Linked DNA regions of Mus musculus: region 2 is linked to region 1. Evidence: chromatin contacts called from public Hi-C data. All regions are on one chromosome and are shown on one strand. The core of a region is the stretch at or near the end of the contact, and the rest is flanking DNA. Distances in the headings are between cores, read along the strand shown. Region 1 overlaps Atg10 (autophagy related 10). Region 2 has its middle 25 kb from the start of A830009L08Rik.

Region 1 (5,383 bases), core at 2,007-4,506:
GCCTGTCCTCTCTGCAAGCCTGTCATACTCCATCACTACCAGATTTTGTAAGTAATTACAACACCTTTCCTATCTTTATCATTAACCCTAACCTCAGCTGTTTCTTTTACCTTAGGTTAATGTCAAGAGATGGAAGATGTCTCCCTTGTTACTAGTAATCTTAGACTTACCAATTCTGGTGTTCATCTTCTTTGACCTACTGTAACATCTGGCTATATTGATTAAGCTTGACACAAAGAGAGTCATCAGAAAGGAAGGAGCCTCAATTGAGGAAGTCCTTCCATAAGATCCCGCTGAAAGGCATTTTCTCAATTAGTGATCAATGGGGAAGGGCCATTCCCATGGTGGGTGGTGCCATCCCTGAGCTGGTGTCCTGGGTTCTATAAAAATGCAGGTGGAACCAGCCATGTGAAGCAAGCCAGTAAGCAGCTCCCCTCCATGGCCTCTGCATCAGGTTCATGCCCTGTTTGAGTACCTGTCCTGACTTTTTTTGTTGATGAACAGCAATGTGGAAATATAAGTGTAAACCCTTTTCTCCCCAAGTTACTTTTTGGTCATGGTATTTTGTTGCAGCAATAGAAACCTTAACTAAAAAAATTAATCAAGCCTTTCTTGAAATAAACTCTTCTTGTCTGCAAAACACTGGGAGAAAAGAATTCTTTATTCATCTAACAGGTCACTGAATTACGCTATGGCAAAAGTTGTAAACTCTTCCATAAGCCATGGTCGTTATGAAGTATTGAAGACCAACCCATGCAAACCAAGGTAATCTTTCTTTTAAAAAAGAGAACATGTGGCTGGAAATGAGAAACAAAGTCAAGAGAATGAAGGATATCAGGAGTGATGACTCTGACTAGTTTGAAACATACTGGGTCTTCTTTGAAGTTCATGGGTGTGAGGGATATCACTGTCAAGACAGGTCTCAGGAGTTGCTGAGGATACAAGATGGAGTCTTTAGATGTGGATGGAGAACCAGATGGGTCTGTGATTGACATGCTTCTCCTGGCCCTGCTCCTTGTCTATCCCTTCTTCTTCACCTCTTGCTTTGCAGAAGGCATCTGGTGAGTCTTTTGGATGGCTTGTGGCTGGCTATTGCCAGTGTTGGCCAGCAGCAAAGTTGGACTTTGCTCAGAGCTATTGGGGAGCAGTTGAGTGGAAGCCATATGTTTTGGGTTATTCAACCACATGTTCATAAGTTCAGGGCACATAGCTTATTTCATAGTATCTTCTCAGGAAATAATCCTAAATGAATTTTATAATGGAAAGAATGTTTTAAACAGCAATGAAGTTTTAAGTTATGGTCCGTCTTTTTAGGACAGTATCCCCTGTAGGATAGCAATCCTACCTATCCCGCTCCCCAGCAGGCGTTTTGTGAAATAATAAATCATAAAGAGAATGCATTGTGAAAGTCTGTTGTTTGTAGATGTGACAAAGCATATTAAAACAAAATTTCAATCAACTACGTATCAGAGACCTAAAACCACATTTTATAGGAGAGCGTTATTTAGCTCCCACATTGGAACTTTACACATGACTGGTAGTTTAGCACTCTCTTAAAAAGTAATAAACAGGTGAATGTTTCAGGAAATCTGTGATAGACCAAATCAGGTGGAGCTGATTTAATATGATGGATAATTACATAATTAGTGCTGTAAAAAAATAAACTGTACTATCTGCTTGATGGACTGGGGCTGTGCGAAGGAGGTATGTAATTATACAATCAGCAGCCTCCTCCTATGCCGATGCCAGCTACTCCTGTTTCAGCCTTGGCTGACAGGTAGCTTCCTTCCTTGTATTTCCTGCTGTTATTTAAGAGGAGAGGGCTGAGCCCGAAGGGGCTCCCTGCCCTTGATACATTCCCCGTGTCCCCGTGTCCTCGGTCTGAAATCATCCTCTAGGACTAGTGCCCGCCAAGCTTTTCTGTAGTAAAACCTCAGTAAAACAACCCATCTCACCTCAGGACGGAGGACTCCATACAAACCTCTCTGAAACCAATCAGCTTGTGAAACAGATCTGACTCCTGAGCTACACTTCGACTCCATTATTGTCTTAATACTAGCCGAGTCCAACCCGTTGATTCCATGCATCAGATTTGAAGACTCTACCCTTTGGCCTGTCGTGATGGCGGTCGTCAGTGGAGGAGAGTGTAATGGGATTGCCGGGGGATTTGTGTGGCAGGGTGGTGCAGTGCGGTTGGAAGCTCCAAATCTTTGGAGTTGGGTATATTTGGTTTAAATCTCTATTTTTACTCATTTTCACTTCATGAGTTTGAAGATTTTAGTGAAACTTTTTAAACCTCAGACCCCTTGTCTATAAAACAGGGTCTCGAATTCTAACAGGACTGAGGTGGGGACCCGGGTCTTTGTGTCATTTATTCTGTTCTGGAAATAATGCAAATGCTGTTGTGAGTGATTCATCTCACTTGGTTTCTTTGCCTATCTCCTGATGCTGAGACACTCAGCAGGAGGAGAACTGTTGCCTTTCCAACACTGCCTTATAGGTGGGGTTAAGGGAGCCAAGGACTAACATTTGTTCAGTTCTCATAGCACAACTTTAGGGCAGCTTTACTGCTGTAGAACTTTGGAAGTTGGCAAGCCCTGCAGCTGTCAGGGATACGCTGGTTCTGAAATCGCACATCACGACAGTAGCACGAATTGCCCCAAGATAATAGTTCCTTTGCTTGTTAATGCTGTAATGAAAGTGGAAGGTTTAATATTTATGACACATTTCAATGTAAATTCAAAATATCATATCATATCATGTTATATTATAGTAAGAGTTTAAAGAAACTTTAAAATTATTACATAGCCTCCTCATTGTCAGGTTTTAAAGGCTTGTACCATTCTGCCTGGTGGCCTTCATATAATTTTTCTGTGTATTTTCTTTATCTTAACTGAAATATAGTGTAATGATTTAATTATGAAATTAGAAAATACAGCCTCTGTTTCTCAGTTGAAAACAGGGTAGGAGAGACTCCTCATTATACATCTGTGTGAAACTATCTTTCTGTAAGTTGGTGAAATTTTTATGTCCTTGAAATGCCAGTTTCTTGCTAGAATTATTTCTGGAATTTTTTTTTTTTTTTGCCACGAGGGAAGAAATTCCTTGATTGCATTGCTGTCTTGGCTCCCGTCTTCCATTTGTCTTTTCTCTGGAATTCTGCCAAGGTCACGGTTATTCGGTGGTGACCTGGGCTTTGTTGGCTGTGTGGAAATGACATAAATCAGCCTGTGAGAGAATCAACCCGCGACAGCTACAGGGCATGCTTTCTGCATGGCGTCCTCTCCCTGGCACCCAAGTCTGACTGCTTTGAAATAGACCCTGTAGTCTCATGTTTGGTGCATCTTGATGGTGACCCTTATTTTCTGAACTGTTTCTGTCCCAGGCTCTTATATCACATTAGGAAAGTACTGAACACAGTTTAAAGTTTATACTGCATTTGAGGGCATTCAGGAGAAAGGCTCTGGCTCCCTGAAGACAGAAGTACCCTTTTCTCCGCCAGAAAGCTCATTGTAAAACTGAGGGGTTTAACCAAAAAGGACTTCCATGTAAATTGAATATTGATAGGGAAGGGAGGTTAATTGGCCTTAGATACTGGGTTGCTAAGGAAGCATTTTCCTGATTGGGAGGAAACTCTCCTGGGTGTTCTGCAGCTTCTTGTGGACCTACAGTGCTTTGTTTCCTCTCCTGCTTTCTGTTTCTGAGTTGGAAAGGGAAAGAGCAGAAAGCTATCATAGGAATGAAAAGCTGTGTGGAGCAGATGGTAGCTCTGTCTTAGCTGCAGAAAGAGAACTAAATACTGGCTAGCAACAAGCCCATGCCAGCAAGGACTCTTTGTTTAAGGCAGATGCTTGGAAAATATCATGAGGGCAAGACGGAATGAGCATGCTGGGAGGACAGAGAGAGGCTAGGCTAGGCTTTTTTCTGTGTCTGGATAAACTGAGGCAAAAGAGATGAAAGGAAGTTTTGAATCCGTATCCAATATCCAAGTAAAACCACGCGATTAACTATATTCAGTTTTGTTGATCTAATTAAAAATAATTTAGCATAGATTGTTTATATTTTGGCTGTTTTATACTATACTTTTTATTATGTTTAGGAAATTTAGAATTTTTATCTGTGATTATTTTAATAAACACTACTGACTTATTAGTGTCATTTTATATTAAAAAATAGGGATATTATTCCTCTATAAGTTTCAGTGTCTCTGGTTTTATGTGGAGTTCTTTGAACCACTTAGACTTGAGCTTTGTACAAGGAGATAAGAATGGATCAATTCTCGTTCTTCTACATGCTAACCGCCAATTGAGCCAGCGCGATTTGTTGAAAATGCTGTATTCTCTCCACTGGATGGTTTTAGCTCCTTTGTCAAAGATCAAGTGACCATAGGTGTGTGGGTTCATTTCTGGGTCTTCAATTCTGTTCCATTATTCTACCTGTCTGTCACTGTACCAGTACCATGCAGCTTTTAATCACAATTGCTCTGTAGTACAGCTTGAAGTTGGGGATGGTGATTCCCCCAGAGGTTCTTTTATTGTTGAGAATAGTTTTTGCTATCCTAGGATTTTTGTTATTCCAGATGAATTTGCAAATTGTCCTAGATGTCTTTGTATAGTACTAGCTATATACACTAGGCTCTCTGGTTATACTTTAATTTATAAGCTATTAGTTCTGCATACTGAATGATGCTTCATTAACTTAGTGAAGTTAATACCTGTAGTTTGCTTAACTTCATTTTTTTCCCTCCACAGGTACTTTTTAGTGCCTACTGAGCAGGAATTTTTGTGTCTAAGGACACCTGAAAGCACTTGTGGGCAGTGGTGACTTTTTAGGAGAGCTACCCACAAACCACCTTTCCTTGTCTTAGTCTTTCTTCCTTTCTGTACTGCAATCTTCTACCTCTATTGAATGATATGATGTAGAATTTTATGGCACCTTTAAATTTTAAAATTTAATTTGATTTTGTGTGTGTGTGTGTGTGTGTGTGTGTGTGTGTGTGTGTGAGAGAGAGAGAGAGAGAGAGAGAGAGAGAGAGAGAGAGAGAGTATGCTTAAAGAAAGGGTCAGGCATTCCTCACACATCCTAAAAACCTGGAGTGCCATAGAAGTCACAAATCTGCCCTGGTGGCCTGTGTTGCACCTATTCCTGGTTATATGGCCACTTAACTCTTGCCTTACAAGCGTCATGAGGAGAGTCTTAGAAGAAACACTTTTAGTAACACTCTTTTTAAAACCTTTTTATTCGTTGTTTTTGAGTTTCACATCATGTACCCCAGCCCTGCTCACCTTCCCATCGCCTCATATCCACCCTTCACCCTGGCAACCCCTCCCCCAAAATAAAACACACACGCAAACAAACGAACAGCAACATAAATAAGGCATAA
Region 2 (5,383 bases), core at 2,601-5,100, 230 kb before region 1:
CCATCCTACCACTCCAAGGAGAAGACTATAGGACAAGCAGCTGAAAGGACACATACCCAGACCAGACTCTTGACGACTCCTGGGCAGTGGGCCAAGCACTGGACCAAGCACTGGGCATGGCTCCAGAGGCTGGGTCCCTGCCCAGGGCACTTACTGGTTCAGAGCCAGCAGAAAAGAGCAGTCTTGGCAGCAGGCAAGTGAGTTGAACAGATTGGGAAAGAGCAGAACCAAGCAGTCCAGGGCACTGTCTCACTAGGTCTGATCAGCCCACCAGCAGTGGGGATGGAGCCTCAGGCCTCCTGCTGCCTGGAAGTGGAGCTATGGGAGGTGGGGCTGGAAGTAGGATCCAGTCCCAGGAGTGGACAACACCCAGTGGCCCACCTCAGGGAAGCAGGAGAGAGATAGAGCATCATCATGCTGGAGAGAAAACCTTGGCGTGGTATCCTTCAGTGACATAGGATGTCTCAGACTAGCTTAGTGTATCAGTTTCATGCACCCCTGAGAGCCGAGTGGGTCCAAAGGTCAGGGTTCCCCAGTGCCCCTCTGCTGTGTAATGTCTATAAAATGTTGGGGCGCCCAGCTGAGAGGCTTCTTTGAGAGAGGAATGAAAATCTTTCCATCCTATTAGTTCATTTCTCCTTTTCAGTTCTTACACTAATTTTATAAGGGAACACACACAGACACAGACACACACAGAGAGACACACACAAATACACACAGACATAGACACGCACACAGATATATACACACAGACATACACACACACACACACACACACACACACAAGAACACACAGAGACACACATACAGACATACATACACACAGAGACACCCACATACAGACACAGACATACACATACACAGGCAGACAGAGACACACATACAAGTACACAGAGAGACACCCACACACAGACACCCACATATAGACAGACAGACAGACAAACACACACACACACACACACACACACAGACACACACACAGAAACACACATACACACACAGGCTCACACACAGAGACAAACACATAGAGACATACAGACATCCCCCCACACATACACACAGACACAGAAAGGCCTCAGGACAGCAGCGAGATAACCAAGAAAGGCTGGGAGGCCACCCACCTCCCACACTATAACACATCCCTGCTATTGCTATGAGCCACTGTGGCTCTTCTTTAAGGATGAAAAGGTGGGAAGCCATTCTTCCCTACTCCTAAAGGAAGATAAACAGGCAGTTTCAGAAATTTGTGGACATGGAGGAATGAATATAGGCAATGGTTTGGAGCCAACAGAACAAGAAAGAGAATCAAGTATGGGCTCCAGTTGGGCTTGAGTAATGGAAGACTTCAGCTGGCAGCTCCCATGGCTAACTGGAGAAATGCTTTTCCTTTTCTTTGAAAACAGCTACCAGACAGTCATGGTGGCACAAGCCTGTAAGCTCAGCAATTCCTAGGCTGAGACAGCAGATAAGACCAGTCTGGGTCCATGGTGAGACCCCGAGTTACCAAGCAGGCCAAGTCAGACCTAAAATCAGATCCTGACTATGTGGTAGAGAGGACTCTGTTTAGGGATTTGTTTTTAGGAGATCTCATAAGTGCTTTTTACATGTGCTAAATTCTGAGAGCCACAGACACATAGTTTAAGAAAAATATCTTCCTCCTTTTTTTTTTTAACTCATGAGAAAAATAGACTTTCCTTTCTTCTGCTATTTTTGGAAGCTTTATAATCTCTTGGTGGGATGCCTTTCTTTCTGTTTACCTTCAGATAAGATGGATTTCATGTTGGTAGAGCTGGCAGGAGAGGGTTACTGAAATGTCCTAATATGTCCACTAATAACCACAGTAGCCAAAGATTTCAGAATTCAGCTTTCTAAGTACTTAAATGTGCTAACTCCATCTTACAGATAGAAAAATGGGCACAGGCAGGTGAGACCTCATGCCTAGATCTGGTTGTGTGGGAAAATTCGATTGCAAAACAGGAAAGGGACAAGATGCCTCAAATCAGTGTGCTCGAATCAAGTCACTTAACCTCTCCTTCATTGGGCAGACTCCTTGAGTTAACTCATAGATTGTATTAGGAAGCCATTCCGTGGTTTCTACACACTGTTCTTGTTTGAGACCTCGGTGAACAGGTGAAAAGAAATCTCAAAGCTAGGCCCTGTTGCTGGGTTTATCTAGTGTTGATCTGGATGGTATTTGAAAATCATTTCTAAACACTCAAACCAACCGATAGAATATCTCTAAATGAACGGACATGAAAATCCAAAAAACAATTTCTTAAAAGAAAAAGCAATAAGTAGCTGCGATCCTACACGGCCTCTCTAGAGCTTTGAAGCTGGTTTTAAGAAATTGATTTGGTTCCATCCTTGCTTTATGAAGGGCCATAAAGCCTGCCTCCTCTTCCTGGCTCAGCTCCCTAGACAGGATTTCCAGCACTCGCTAGCACAGCTTTGCTCCTGTTGTTCCCAAGCTGAGAACACACCTTTCTGATGGGAGTGTTGCAGTTCAGTCCTCCTTGCACACTGCAGATGGTATCTTCTGTGGGAAGCCCCCTCATCCCACTTCCCCGGGGAAGCTTACTGTTCTCTGGGCTCCCACAAAACACAGCTACTCCGGGTTCCAGCGCTGTAACAAGACAAGAGGCTGCAACGGTTTGTCTCAGGAGCTCTTCCAGGCCAGCCAAACGCTGTGATTTACTTATCTTTATGAATGTCACGAACCAGCAAAGTCTACAGCGTATTTTAAGTGCTATATAACACTTGTTAAATGAATGAAAAGGTTTAAGTGGTGTGGGTTATTATTATTTTTTTATTAGAGTGAGGTGGGCTGTACAAGGGCATCACACTGGTTTTTAGGCAGCCAACCTAGAATTCTCTGTCATTCACTGTGATAAAAGACATGATCCTGAAGAAGTGGACATGATTTTATGCACATAAACTTCCTGCTTTTTCTGCAGTAGTATAAGCATTGCTAAAGAACATGATCTGATGAGATTACTCAACGGGTAAAAGTGCTACCTAGTGCAAGACTGGGGTCCTGAGTGTAATCCTGGGGGTGGGGGTGGGGGTGGGGACCATCATCCATGCATGTTTCCACCCCACTCACACACATAATAATAAGTTTAGATTTTTTTTTCTCAGAACATACCCTGGGATAGATAAGAAAACACAGCTAGACATTGGACAAGAACAGTTACCAAATCAGCGTGACTGGGAGCAGAACTCAGCTTGGTTTACCAGCTGAGCTGGATTCAGACTGAAAGACTTGAAGAACAACAATGCCTGCTGTTCATTTTGTGCTTTTCTGTGGTTATGAACGATGCTGTTTTTCCCCTCCGTTTCTCCAAAGATTAGGGATACTCTGCTCCCCTTAGCCATCCTGTGCTAACGACGCAGAGAGGCAGAGTAAGCAAACTGAGCGGAGACCTGTCTTCCCTTCTCTTGGCTAAGAACTTTATCGAGAAAAAAATGACACCCCATACTTCCACATGGTCACGTGTGCTAGAAGGAGTGGAAGTTCCGGGCCCAGTCTTTCTTTCCAGCCTTATCCAGAACAACACATGCTGCATTTCTTCCCTCTAACCACACAGGCATGGTTGGCTTCCCATTATAGACTCTTTTACACACTCTTCCCTTTGCCCACTACCCTTCCTTCCACTGCCCTTTGATTTTGTTAACTAAGATTAGTCTTCACACAGCAGGCATACTTTCCTTAAGTCTCTGGTCTAGCCTCTCTCACTGGCTCCTTGTCTTTCCCTCTCTTTTCCCAACTCCTTCTCTCTCACTTCTCTGTTTTGTTTTATTTGATTTTTGAGTCAGGGTCTCACAGTGTATCTCAGAGTGCTCTTGCTGGGGTTACCAGCAAGCATGGACACACACAGCACCAGGTACCTTGTCATCACCTTAGCTCTTGCCACCAGAAGGAGCTGAGTTTCAGTTCCCAAACCGATGAAAAAGTCCTGCCATGAGGAAGCAGAGACAGGAGGGTGCCTGTGGCTTATTGTCCAGCCAGCCGAGCTGAGTTGGTGAGTTGGTGAGTCCCTGGTCCCATGGAGAGTTCTTGTCTCAAAAAAAAAAAAAAAAAGTCTTATTTTCTTACATTCTCCTATTTATGTAAATGCTGAGAGCAAGGACTTTGCCCATTTTTGCAACATTGTATCTCAAGTTCCTAGCATAATATTGAATAGAGAATAAGTCTTGATAGAATGAAGTCAGGCAGAGAAGCAAGCTTGCACAGGCTACTAATTCGAAGTATGTGTCAGTAAAAAAAAAAAAAAAAAAAAATCCTTTCCTCAAATATACTGAGGTAGGAGAACCATAAAATAGATGGCAGCAGGTATTTTGGTGGCACGTTCTTTCTTTGACTCTCTCTTATGCGCCAGGCCCCCAGATCAATCTTAAGGATACATTATGAATGACAGACACATTGAGGCTTGCTCTCAGGCTGCCATTAAAACTTCCCTTTAGTATGTACAAGCTAATGGTAACTGTATCCATAAAATAATAATGTAAACATAGTGTGTGTATAGTGGACCAAGCTATGTTACACTTCATGTTATATATTCTTTAGTGTTGGTGCCACACCCTTACCAGTTCCCTTGATTTTCACAGGACCACCGACTGATGGCATTTTATCACCTCTAGCTTTTTGTTGTTGTTGGTTTTTTGTTTGTTTGTTTTGTTTTGTTTTTTTCGAGACAGAGTTTCTCTGTGTAGCCCTGGCTGTCCTGAAAATCACTCTGTAGACCAGGCTGGCCTTGAACTCAGAAATCCACCTTCCTCTGCCTCCCAAGTGCTAGGATTAAAGGCGTGCGCCACCACTGCCTGGCCACCTCTAGCTTTAAAGCTAAAGAAAGGCACCCTCGGAGGCATTAAATTCCTTATTCAAGATTACTCACTTGAAGTGCAACCAGAGGCCTTGGTCTGGATGACACAGATGTTATCTTTTTGGATATTAGAGACAGGCATGAGAACTATGCAGAAATCAATCTGAAATTCTTCCACAGTGTCACATTCCAGTGTCCTAGTCTCCAGCCACAATCTCCCACCTTTCTGGTAATAAGAAATGGAGGGACTTCTGCTCTCCATACTTTTTCTTCACAGTGCGTGGTTCCCACTCTCCTGGATTTTCGCTATCAGTCTCTGTATGTGTGGGAAGGATGGCTTGTTTCAGTAATGCTGACAAGTTAAATCAGTGTGCCCTTCTAGATTGGGTTCTACTTCCTGGCAGATTTCCATGGCCAGAATCCCCTGCTCCACCCTCCTGGAAGTCACTTCTTGTCTTTAGTGGATTAGGTTTCAAAGTTTCTTCAGGCAGAGGCTTCTGTGGCTTGGCCCCTGACGAGGTTTGGAAGGCTGATTATCTTTGTGTGCTGGCAGAGCACGG

The links. Hi-C and Micro-C count contacts between places; a contact is called where the count stands out from the background.
Region 2: a contact with region 1 is called in a Hi-C map of Sertoli cells, with 2.7 times the contacts expected there. The contact joins two enhancer-like sites. A contact is called at or near these places in 1 of 15 datasets of contacts at CTCF or cohesin (pro-B cells), 3 of 484 Hi-C or Micro-C datasets (the N1E-115 cell line, Sertoli cells and uterus), 6 of 115 datasets of contacts at active chromatin or transcription factors (Th17 cells, astrocytes, differentiating embryonic stem cells and 3 more) and 1 of 9 other capture datasets (embryonic stem cells).

Annotation. Positions count from the first base shown.
Region 1 is chr13:91,127,119-91,132,501 of GRCm38.p6, reverse strand. All of the region lies in intron 3 of Atg10 (autophagy related 10), which reads left to right. Among named protein-coding and RNA genes, the nearest start is that of Atg10, 94 kb to the left of the region's middle. Within about 2 kb of position 3,256, at least 44 of the 459 cell types and tissues checked have an H3K27ac peak or open chromatin away from gene starts, as enhancers often do. A contact at or near this core is called in Sertoli cells, where this site is marked.
Region 2 is chr13:91,360,233-91,365,615 of GRCm38.p6, reverse strand. No RefSeq gene overlaps it. Among named protein-coding and RNA genes, the nearest start is that of A830009L08Rik, 25 kb to the left of the region's middle. Within about 2 kb of position 3,850, at least 14 of the 459 cell types and tissues checked have an H3K27ac peak or open chromatin away from gene starts, as enhancers often do. A contact at or near this core is called in Sertoli cells, where this site is marked.